Regions from separate parts of the Oryctolagus cuniculus genome. Here region 2 is linked to region 1. The links are chromatin contacts, called in public Micro-C maps. All regions are on one chromosome and are shown on one strand. Each heading gives the region's core, a stretch centred on a gene start, on an enhancer-like site or on the middle of the called end of the contact. The rest is flanking DNA. Distances are from core to core; before and after follow the strand shown.

Region 1 (5,393 bases), core at 1,091-3,590:
AATGAGCTCACAGATCTATCTAGGTGTGAGAACTCACTGCTCAAGTCCTGGCAGCAGCATGGCAATGTCAAACAAGATATTCAATCAACTACCTCATCTGGGTTTCCAGACAGACTCAATCAAATGCTCTCACCCTGCTTAAGAGTGCTTCAATATTACAATTTTTAATGAAACAGAACAAAAGAAAGAAATAACCATTTCTTTTTTTTTTTTCTTGCCAGTATCACTACTATAGCAGAGAACTACTTTCAGTTCTCCTCTAGATTATTCTCTGTGAATGTTTCTGAAATAACAGTTGCCCTCCTCATAGTAAGAATCAGAACAGAGACAACAAACCTGAAGAGTCTCTAGGGTCAGGAAGGTAACACAAAAGGACAGAGTGGATTTAATGCAGATCAGGATGCAATCAAATTTTGTCTAAAAGGAATGACGAGCACTCTAGTGCAGCTGATTATATCTTTGCAGGAAGGAAAGTTCCTATCTGCAAATGTCTAAAAGACAAATATTAGCTTTTACATGAAAGATGCCTAATTTTTCAGTAGTGGTAGCTGTCCAAATCATCTTTTTGTTATACAGTGAAATAGTGGGGCCATTAACTTTATTAAGAAACAAAGTTTATTTAGCTAATAGTGTTGGAGTTTCAAGACTGGACAGTTCCACTGGTACCGCCTCTAAGTGGAGTAGCAGACAGCAACGGTGTTGTGCCCATAGAGGAAGGATCACATGGTGAGCCATGAAACCCAGCAGCTGGGCCCCAGTGGAAAATTTTTAAATTACTACTTTTATTTATATGAAAGTTAGCATGAGAAGTAGATGCAACTACTGGGGCTGTGCCAGGCCAAAGCCAGGAGCCAGGATCTTCTTCTGGGTCTCTCACATGAGTGGCAGGCGTCCAAGTATTTGGGCCATTTTCTGCTGCTTCCCAGGGTGCATTAGCAAGGAGCTGGACCAGAAGTGGAGTAGCCAGGACTTGAAACAGCGCTCACCTGGGATTCCAGCATCTCAGGCAGCGATGCCACAATGCTGGCACCCAAACAAGGTTTTTATCACAACCCTCTTGAGAGAATTATCTCCTGGCGGTTTGTCTCTAATGACCTAAGGACCTCCCACTGGGCCCGCCTTCCAAACAGCATGTCTTGAGTACATTTCCACCCTCTTCTACCAGTAACCCACGACTCTGGGGATTTAACATCTGCCTGAGGTTGGAGCCCAACTCATATCCAAAAGACAGCAGTTAAATAATGAAGCTTTTAAACTATATCTTGAAGACTGAACACATCCTATCTGTGTGTCCTTCTTCATCTACCCACTTGAACCCTCAACACTGGAGGAAGAAAATGAGAAATAACTAATAGCTATTACCTGCAAGTTACTGGTGAATTCCTGGTTCTTCTTGAATCATGAAGAACTTTTTCTAAAATTATTATCACATCGAAAGTTCCCATATTATATTAACATTTCAAGGCTGTCTGAGCTCTAAAACAACCTGTCAGACACTAAGAAAGAAATCTTGATGTGTCAGGAATAGGTGACAATGGACAAAGTCCTAGGATTCCAGCCATGCTGTCTCTGAAAGCTCAGAGGGAGGTCATAAAAATCCCCAGTTTACCCAAGGGCTTCTAAGCTGGCATGGGGATGTTGGAAGAGAAAATTCCAAGTACCAAGAAATGCAAAACAAAATCTGTATACCAGCAACAAATATGCAATGAAACAGAAGGAAACCAACTTCTTCTCACCAAGTCAATAATATTTACAGCCTGTGGGTAGTGCCAAAATATTTCAGGAAATGTCAAAGTCTTTCTTTGTAAAGTGAGGCCAATCTTAATGTTTAAACATAGCATATATCACTGGCAAGAGTATGGCACATTCACACTTCCTCACTCTGCTTTATAAAGAATCTGAAGGTCAAGATTCATGGTCAAAGTAGAGCTCTTCTTCGTTCCCCCTAAAAGAATGAAGTTTTGTTTGTGTGAAAGCCAACATGTCTGAGTCGTTTCTAGAAAGTCCCTGTTCACAATTAATCCTGGCAACACAGAATGAATTCGCCATGGATCCCTCCAGGCTCAATTCCATTTCCCTTCCTCATTTCCCAGCGGGCTGGTGACATCGTCAAGCCATTTGGCCCCAACTGTTTTTTCTGAATCAGCAAAGACAACTCTTTACTTCTGAACTGGAATGAGGAAGGACCAGCAAGACCAAGTGAAAAGCCAAAACCCCCCACGGCACTCCCGGCAAGGATGGTACCTGTTCCGGCTTCAGCCCCGGCGGGACCCAGGCATACTCCTCCAAGGCGCAGCCCGAGTCATCATCTGAGGTCGAGTTCCTCTGGAAGTCAAACATGAGTTTGCTGATGGTCTTCTCCATCTCCAGCGGCATCACTGTCACCATGTGCTCCTCCTGGGGACACTTGCAGTGCAGACAGATCTTCCTGCAGGCAGCAAAGGTGGCAGGTGAGGAGAAAGAAAAAAAAAAAAAACACCACCAATTTCTTTCCATAAGCCTGCTCGTCACCAGTCCTTGGATCCCAAACCATAAACACATTCCTTGGCAACAGGCTTCTGGCAGAAGCATCTTAAGCTATGTTCCAGAGCACGCCTGTCTTTGTAGAAGGCGTGGCAGGCGCGTGAGACAACACCGTGCAAAAGCAGAAGCCACCAGGTAAGCGTGTTACGAATGTTGACACACAGACGGCAGCCTTTTCTTCTAAGTCAGCGTCTCAAGGGAAATGGTCATATGACTTTGATTTGCTGAGGCCGACCGCCGCATATGGACTGTGACCACAATTTCCTTGACTGTAATAGCAATTAAACACACTTAATACATATGCTGACCAGAAACACAACCGGCAGATTTAACGAACACTGACAACACACTGCTTCTTAAGCCTTGGAAAACAGAAGGAGTGGTTTTTAAAAGGAATTGTGGGTGAGATTTTCTTTAGGAAAAGCAAACATAATTTTTTCCCCTCTCAACAAATCTTGCCCTAAGACCTCATGGGAAAGACATTTCTACCTAAAGAGCCAGAAAGGGTTGAAATGCTAATTAGAAACCCAAGTTTGCCCTATGTTGGTAGTTGTTTTGAATATACCAGAAGACCATGCATGTGAATGATTTCAAAAGGCAATAGCCAAAGATAAAAATCTCTCCCTCAGACTGAACATTTTTCATTTAAGGTTACCATCTGGTCCTTTATCCATGGCTACAAAAAATGATGAAGCAATAAAAATGTTGATGTCAGCAACACAAAACTATTTCTAGTTTCAATAAAATACAAAGAAAAGAAAGGAGTGGGGGAGAAAATTTTAAGAAAATAAACTATTCTATGATCTTTTTTATTTGTTTCAGTAGCACCTTATAAAGGCAATGAAAGAGCCTAGAATTCTAATCCCCACATGTGCCTGAATTTTTTGATAACAGCTTTGTTAGAAAAAAAAATTCACATACCATAAAATGCACCATTTTAAAGTGCAGAATTTGGGGCCGGCGCTACGGCATAGTTGGTAAAGCCGCCGCCTTGCAGTGTGGGCATCCCATATGGACGCCGATTTGAGTCCCTGCTGCTCCACTTCTGATCCAGCTCTCTGCTATGGCCTGGGAAAGCAGTAGAAGGTGGCCCAAGTCCTTGGGTTCCTGCACACTCATGGGAGACCCAGAAGCAGCTCCTGGCTTCTGATTGGCACAGCTCTAGCCATTGAGGCCATCTGGGTATTGAACTAGGGGATGGAAGATCTCTCTCTCTCTCTCTCTCTGCCTCTGCCTCTGTCTCTCTGTAACTCTGCCTTTCAAATAAATAAATAAATCTTTAAAAAAAAATAAAGTGCATAATTCACTGGCTGTTAGTATATACAAGGACTTAGGTATTCCTCACTCTAATTTTACAATATTTTTGTCACACACAAAAGAAATCCCATGAGCAGTAACATTAACTTCCCAAATGCCCGACCCCCACACCCTGACAATCACTAACCTATTTTCTGTCTCTATGGTTTTGCCTATTCGGGACATTTTACATAAATGGAATCATATGATATGTAGTCTTTTGAAACTGGCTTCTTTCACATAGCATGATGTTAAGGTTAATCTAGGTTTAAGCATGTATCAACGCTTCATTTCCTGTTATTGCTGAAAAAGTCTGAACTGTATGGATACATCACACCTCCCCTTTCCTCAGTTGGTGGACATCTGCATTCTTTCCATGGCTGTGCAGAACGCTGCTCAGAATATGTATATGCCAGTATTCTGTGTGGGCATCTGCTTTCCGTTTTCTTGGCTATCCAGGGAGGAATAGGGTACTGCTGAGTCATATGGTAACTTGATACTGAATATTTCGAAAAACTGTCCAGAATTTTTAGACAGATAGCTTGTTTTCCCAAATATCAGATCCAGTCTACATTCCCACCACTGGTGAATAAGAGTTGCATTTTCTCCAGACCCTTGACTTTATATTTTGTCTTTGTGCTTAAAGTCATTCTTCTGGGTGTGCAATGGCATCTAACTATGGGTTTGATCTGCATTTCACTAAAGGCTAATGATATTGAGCATCTCTTTATATACTTTTTATACATCTTTTTATTTATGTACTTATTATACATGGGAAAACATCCATTCAAATCCTTGGTCTATTTTCCCATTGGGATATTTGTGTCATTACTGTTGAGCTGTAAGCATTTTTAAAAATACATTTACTTTTTTATTTGACAGAGCCACAGAGACAGGACGGGGAGGGGAGGAGAGAAAGAAAGAGAGAGATCTCTTTCATCTACTGGTTCACTCCCCAAATGGCTACAACAGTCAAGCAGTCAAGTCTGGCCCAGGCAGAAGCCAGGAGCCAGGAATTCCATTCTAGTCTTCCACCTGAGTGGCAGGGGCCCAACAGCCATCTTCCAATGACTTCCAGGCACATTCTCAGGAAGCTGGATTGGAAGCAGAGCAACCAGGACTCGGAAGTTGCGCTTCAATTTGGGCTACAGGGCAGTTTAACTCACTGTGCCACACAGCCCCAGCTCACTATAGCTTTGAAATCATTAAGTACTGAACTTTGTTCCTCTGAACAACTTAATACTTTATCCCTTTTAGTTTTTTTTTTTTGTTGTTGTTGTTGTTCTACTTAATACTATTGGTTGAACTCTGTAATTAACACACAATTATTCTTAGGTGTTGAAATATAACTGAAAAGTGATCCCTGTTAAATATAAGAGTGGGAATAAGAGAGGGAGGAGATGTACAATTTGGGACATGCTCAATCTGACTTGCCCCAAATGGTAGAGTTAGAAACGTGCCTGGGGATTCCAATTCAATCCCATCAAGGTGGTATGTACCAATGCCATCTCACTAGTCCAAGTGATCAGTTTCAGTTCACAACTGATCATAATGACAGGATTAAGAGTCAAAAG
Region 2 (5,393 bases), core at 2,069-4,568, 190 kb before region 1:
TTTCTTAGCTGCATTAAAAACTGATCTCTCTTTGCATATGACGTTAGTGGTGACGGGGGCAGGGGGGGCGGTTGGGGTTGTTTTGCCCTGCATGGTTCAAAAATAAGCAGACACATTTGGGGAGGGAGCCAGCAGATGGGAGCGCGCTCTTGCAGTCTGCGTGGGTGTGTCTGTCACTCTGCCTTTCGAATGCATAGGATAAATAATTTTTTGGAAAGCACACAGCCATCCACATTGGCCTAAGAGCACCCACCCTGAAAAACATCGCAGTAAAAAATCCCAGAAGTTGTAACAGAATCTGAGACGAGGCCATCGGCCCATTTCTGGGGGAACAATCTGCATTGTGCGCATCTATCAGGGAGCCTGTCATATCTCTTGGGGTCACCCTAGGTAGACACACGACACCCAGGGAACCAGTCAGAGCTGCAGCTCAGCAAATTCCTGTGGCCAACAGGGACCCTGGCACAGAAAACCCTGTCCCAAATAGAAAACCTGGGCCACGTACACTCTGGCTGCTTGGAATTAGATTCAGCATTGCTTGTGGGCAGAGACACCATAGTGCAAGGAAACAGGAAGGCCGAGCAGGGATCGGAGCCACGGGAGGTCGGGAAGCAAGCAGCCCACGGCAACCATGGCACGCGTGGACAGGAGGAAGGCATTCAGCCATCCGAGCAGAAGAGGTAGGGAGTAGCTGACGGGCAGTGGGCAGAAAGAAGAACCAAGTCGCACAAAGTGACTGCACCCAGGAGCCACCCTCCAGCAACCGTGGGACAAGTTCACCTGGATGTCGCTAGACACAGAGCCAGCAGGAAATCTGTTTCTACAAAGACCATTTGTGCTACTGTTTCTGTTCTTTCCAAAAGGTCAAGGTCACCCATCCTTCCTTTCCAATCACCCTGCCTTCTTGGGCACTGCTGAGCCACGCCCACACACCTGACTTTCAATCTTCCCTTCTTCTTCTCTTGCTTTCTTACCCTCACAGTCAACACTGACCACTTACAGCCTGATCGGATCTGCTCCAAGGAATGATGTTGAATGCAAGCACCTATTCACCCCGTGACCCTGCAATTCCATCTCTGGGAACATACCTCGAAGACACTTCTCCAATAATGTAAAAAGACATATACAAAATGTTATGCATGTAATATTATCTGAGACTGTGAAATTAGAAACAACATGAACACTCAAAGACAGAACAGCTGAGTGAATGATACTGTGTGACACACAAGGCAGCTGCAAAAAGATACAAATAAGTGGGTATGCACTCACAGGGAGTGGTGTCTATTAAATAAAGAAGACCAATTAACAGCTAGGTTAAGGTGGACAGGGCAGGCCTTGTTATGCAGTGGATCAGGCCACCCCCTTTTGACGCCGGCATCCCCTATGGGAGTGTCTGAGTCCTCGCTACTCTACTTCTGATCCAGTCTCCCGCTAATTCACCGGAGAAGCAGCAGGTTGGATCCCTGTCGCCAATGATGGAGAAAGGATGGAGTTCCTGGCTCCTGGCTTCAGTCTGACCCAGACCTAGCTGTTGCAGCCATCTGAGGAGTGAACCAGTAAACAGAAGACCCCTCTCTCTCTCTCTCTCTCTCTCTCTCTCCATCCCTCCCTCCCTCCCTCCCTCCCCACCGCCTTTTCTCAGTCACTATGACTTTCAAACACATGTATAAGTAAATAAATAAAACTTTAAAAAATAAAATAGTGTGAGGCCGGTGCTGTGGCATAGCTGATAAAGCCACTGCCTGCAGTGCCAGCATCCCATATGGGCACTGGTTCAAGTCCCAGCTGCTCCACTTCCAATCCAGCTCTCTACTATGACCTGGGAAAACAGTAGAAGATGGCCCAAGTCTTTGGGTTCCCACAGCAGCATGCGAGACCCAGAAGCAGCTCTGGCTCCTGGCTTTGGATTGGCACAGCTCTGGGTGTTGTGGCCATTTGGGGAGTGATCCAGCAGATGGAAGACTCCCTACCTCCCTCCTTCTCTCTCTGCCTCTCAAATAAATAAATCAATCTTAAAATAAAATAAAATAGTCAGATCAGCAGTGTGGTGCAATAGGTTAAGCCACAGCCTGCCGCGCCAACATCACATATGGGAGTGCCAGTTCAAGTCCCAGATGCTCCACTTCTGAGCCAGCTCCCTGCTAATGTGCCTGGAAAGTAGCAGATGATGGCCCAAGGCACTAGGCCCCAGTACACGAGTGGGAGAGCAGAAGAAGCTCCTGGCTCCTCGCTTCAGACTGTTCCAGCCCCAGCCATTGTGGCCATTTGGGGAGTAAACCAGCAGGTGGAAGATTGATCTCTCTCTCTCTCATTATAATTCTGCCTTTCAAATAAATAAATAAATCTTTACAAAATAAAATGGTAAAGAGTATCAAGGGTGAAAAAAGGGTACAAATTCAGACTATTTCCAGATGGACTTTGTCAGTTAGAACACAGAGCTCATGGCCAGTGCCGCAGCTCAACTGGCAATCCTCCACCTAGTGGCACTGGCACACCGGTTCTAGTCCTGGTCAGGGCGCCGGATTCTGTCCCGGTTGCCCCTCTTCCAGGCTAGCTCTCTGCTGTGGCCAGGGAGTGCAGTGGAGGATGGCCCAAGTCCTTGGGCCCCTGCACCCCATGGGAGACCAGGAGAAGTACCTGGCTCCTGCCATCGGATCAGCGTGGTGCGCCGGCCGCAGCGCGCTGGCCACGGCGGCCATTGGAGGGTGAACCAACGGCAAAAGGAAGACCTTTCTCTCTGTCTCTCTCTCTCACTGTCCACTCTGTCAAAAAATAAATAAATAAATAAAAAAGGAAAAAAAAAGAACACAGAGCTCATAACTTGCAATTTCTTCTAAAACTTGAACAAAGAACCCTGGACACATTGACAATGGCACTGTATTAGCCACCATAAAACTTAGTAAATCAGAGACAGGAGAGGTGACCTTTGGGAAATACCCACACTGTGCACATTGACCAAGAGCTGCACCCAGCGTGAGACACAGCAGAACTGTACTGGATTTATCTACTGCATTGCTATGCTGCTTTTCTTTTGAGTTTTTTTTTTCTTTCTTTCTTGCAGTGGACCTGGGGGGCGGGGCAGGCTCTAGGGCTGCAGGAGTTTCTAACCCATCCTGCTTTGAAAGCCAGTCTCAGCTCCCTGTGATTTCTCACAGGGTCACAGCCTTCATTTTCTGAAAAGCTCTAGGGGAAACGTGTGCGGTGTTTCATGCGATGACCAGCAGAGGGCAGCAGCACCCACAGAGTCCCGCAGAGCCAGGCCCCGAGGCTGCTCAGGCCTCTGGGAATTCCGGGCCAGGTGGGTGCGGGATGCCCACACCCCTGCGGAGGGGACGGGTGCACGCTACCGAGGCATTTGCTAGGAATCGCAGCAAATCTCGGTGTTTTCTGATTCTCATCAGGGAGAAAACCACTCCCATAAAAACTGGGCATGTCCTTAGAAACGCCGCCCCGAATTCTACTTTGCCATGAAGCCAAAGAGCCTTAAAGAACCACTTCCCCCACTCTAAACGCTGACGTCCACTGCTGCCTCAGAAAATGTCCAAGTCTTTATTTCCTCCCTTCAGCCAACCGTGTACTGAGTCAAGGTCCACCAGATACATGTGGCCACCAAACCAAAAATTCTAAAACCTTAACCCACAATGATTCCAAGTTGAGACCAGCGCTGTGGCCCAGTGGGTTAGGCCACCACCCCGTGACACCAGTGATGGCCTACCTGGGGCCCCTGCCACTCACTTGGGAGACCCCCATGACGACCCAGGCTTGGGTTTCCTACGGGCCGGCTCCCACCCTTGCGGCTGTTGGAGGAGTGAACCAAGGTCTGGGAGGTCTCTTTCACTGTCTCTCCCTCTCTGTCACTCTGCTTTTCAAATAATTATTTCAAAAGAGAAAAGAAGATTTCCAAGCCGGTAATTTTTAACAGAGAGTTAGAATGATACCAATGAGGACAAGGGTGAAGAACGAGGTGACTCGGGAGCAGTGTCCTGTAAGCCAGGGTTCTTGATGAATTCAAACCACGGAAAACACACATCTGAGCTGCACTGCATCTAAGATTCTGATGTCCTCGTAAGTTAAATGGGTCATACATATAAGGAAACTTTTATTTTGCTATCTATCATAAATTAATAATAATCATTATGTCACTAAATCCATATACCACCTTCTGTGTTGCAGGTGCTTGTTCAAGTACAATTAAGTATATATAAAGTCACTTAAAGAAAAGCAACTCCTACTTATTTTATTTACTCAAAAGGCAGAGAGACAGATCAACCATCTGCTGGTTCACTCCCCAAATGCCCACTATAGCCCGGGTTGGGTCAGGCTGAAGCCAGGAGCCCAGAACTCCATCTGGGTCTCCCATGTGAGTGGCGAGAATCCAAGTACCCAAGGCATCATCTGATGCCTCCCAGGGTGAGCAGGAACGATGTTGCTGTGGATTCGTTCTGAGAGGAGGAGCGTGGTGGGGGCAAGAGGCGGGGAGTCACCACACAGACCCCAGGAGTCAGGTGAAAGCAGGCGTGAGGCAAGCAGCCTGCAGACTCGTTTATTGCAGTTGGTATAGTACCTTATATAGCCAAGGCAGCCAATCCGGTCAAGGGGCGGTCTATGCCCTAACCAATCATACCCTGTTGCCAGGCAGTTTCCAAAACCATCCAATCACAGCCTGTTGTCAGTCAGGCTCCATTGTCATGTGGTTTCCGAAGCCATCCAATCACAGCCTGTTGCCAGGCAGGCTCTGTTGCCAGGTGGATTTCAAAGCCATTCCTGAGTAACTGACACTGGCTTGCCAGTGGCCATCTTGGCATGGCCTTCTCGTTCCACCACATTTCCCCCTTTTCGTTTATTTTTAAGCAACGGGAGGCATGATTCTTGGCCATACCATTGTTGACCCCATTTCCATGTGGTCTCCGTACAAGGCTGTGCCTGTCTTAGGGAGACCACAGAACAGGAAGTTGGATTGGTTCTCAAACAAGGCTTTCAGATATGGGATGCTGAAGTCTCAAGCGGCGTCTTAACCTCTGCACCCCGTGCCCACCCTCACAGTGAACTATTGAATCAGACAACTCTATGAGACAATACTAATCTTACTCTGTGTTACAGACATTCAGAGAGGTTAAGTAACTCAAAAAGGCCACACAGCTAGTACACTATCAAGCAGGATTTGAACTCAGAATGTCTGGATCCAGATGCCTTTCTTCTAGCCAAGACATCACACGTCCTGCAGTCAAACAGGAACCACAATGCACCCCTCCGCCAAAAATTATTCTCTGCAGAGAATGAACTCACTCGCCCTCCCTGGGCTCCCTGTTCCAGCCATACGAGTTGAGCTGGTTGAGCCCAGGCTGGCCTCCCCCTTGCCCTTGCTGTGAATCACGGGGCTGCGTCACATGAAC

Evidence for each region. Hi-C and Micro-C count contacts between places; a contact is called where the count stands out from the background.
Region 2: a Micro-C map of ear pinna shows a contact between it and region 1, with 7 times the contacts expected there. The contact joins two enhancer-like sites. A contact is called at or near these places in 2 of 6 Hi-C or Micro-C datasets (ear pinna and an unstated tissue).

Annotation. Positions count from the first base shown.
Region 1 is chr10:85,473,243-85,478,635 of mOryCun1.1, reverse strand. It overlaps PRICKLE2 (prickle planar cell polarity protein 2), which reads right to left. Exons shown (of 9, transcript XM_002713291.5): 3 at 2,245-2,428. Among named protein-coding and RNA genes, the nearest start is that of PSMD6, 190 kb to the left of the region's middle. Within about 2 kb of position 2,340, at least 1 of the 8 cell types and tissues checked has an H3K27ac peak or open chromatin away from gene starts, as enhancers often do. A contact at or near this core is called in ear pinna, where this site is marked.
Region 2 is chr10:85,659,551-85,664,943 of mOryCun1.1, reverse strand. No RefSeq gene overlaps it. Among named protein-coding and RNA genes, the nearest start is that of PSMD6, 7.4 kb to the left of the region's middle. Within about 2 kb of position 3,318, at least 1 of the 8 cell types and tissues checked has an H3K27ac peak or open chromatin away from gene starts, as enhancers often do. A contact at or near this core is called in ear pinna, where this site is marked.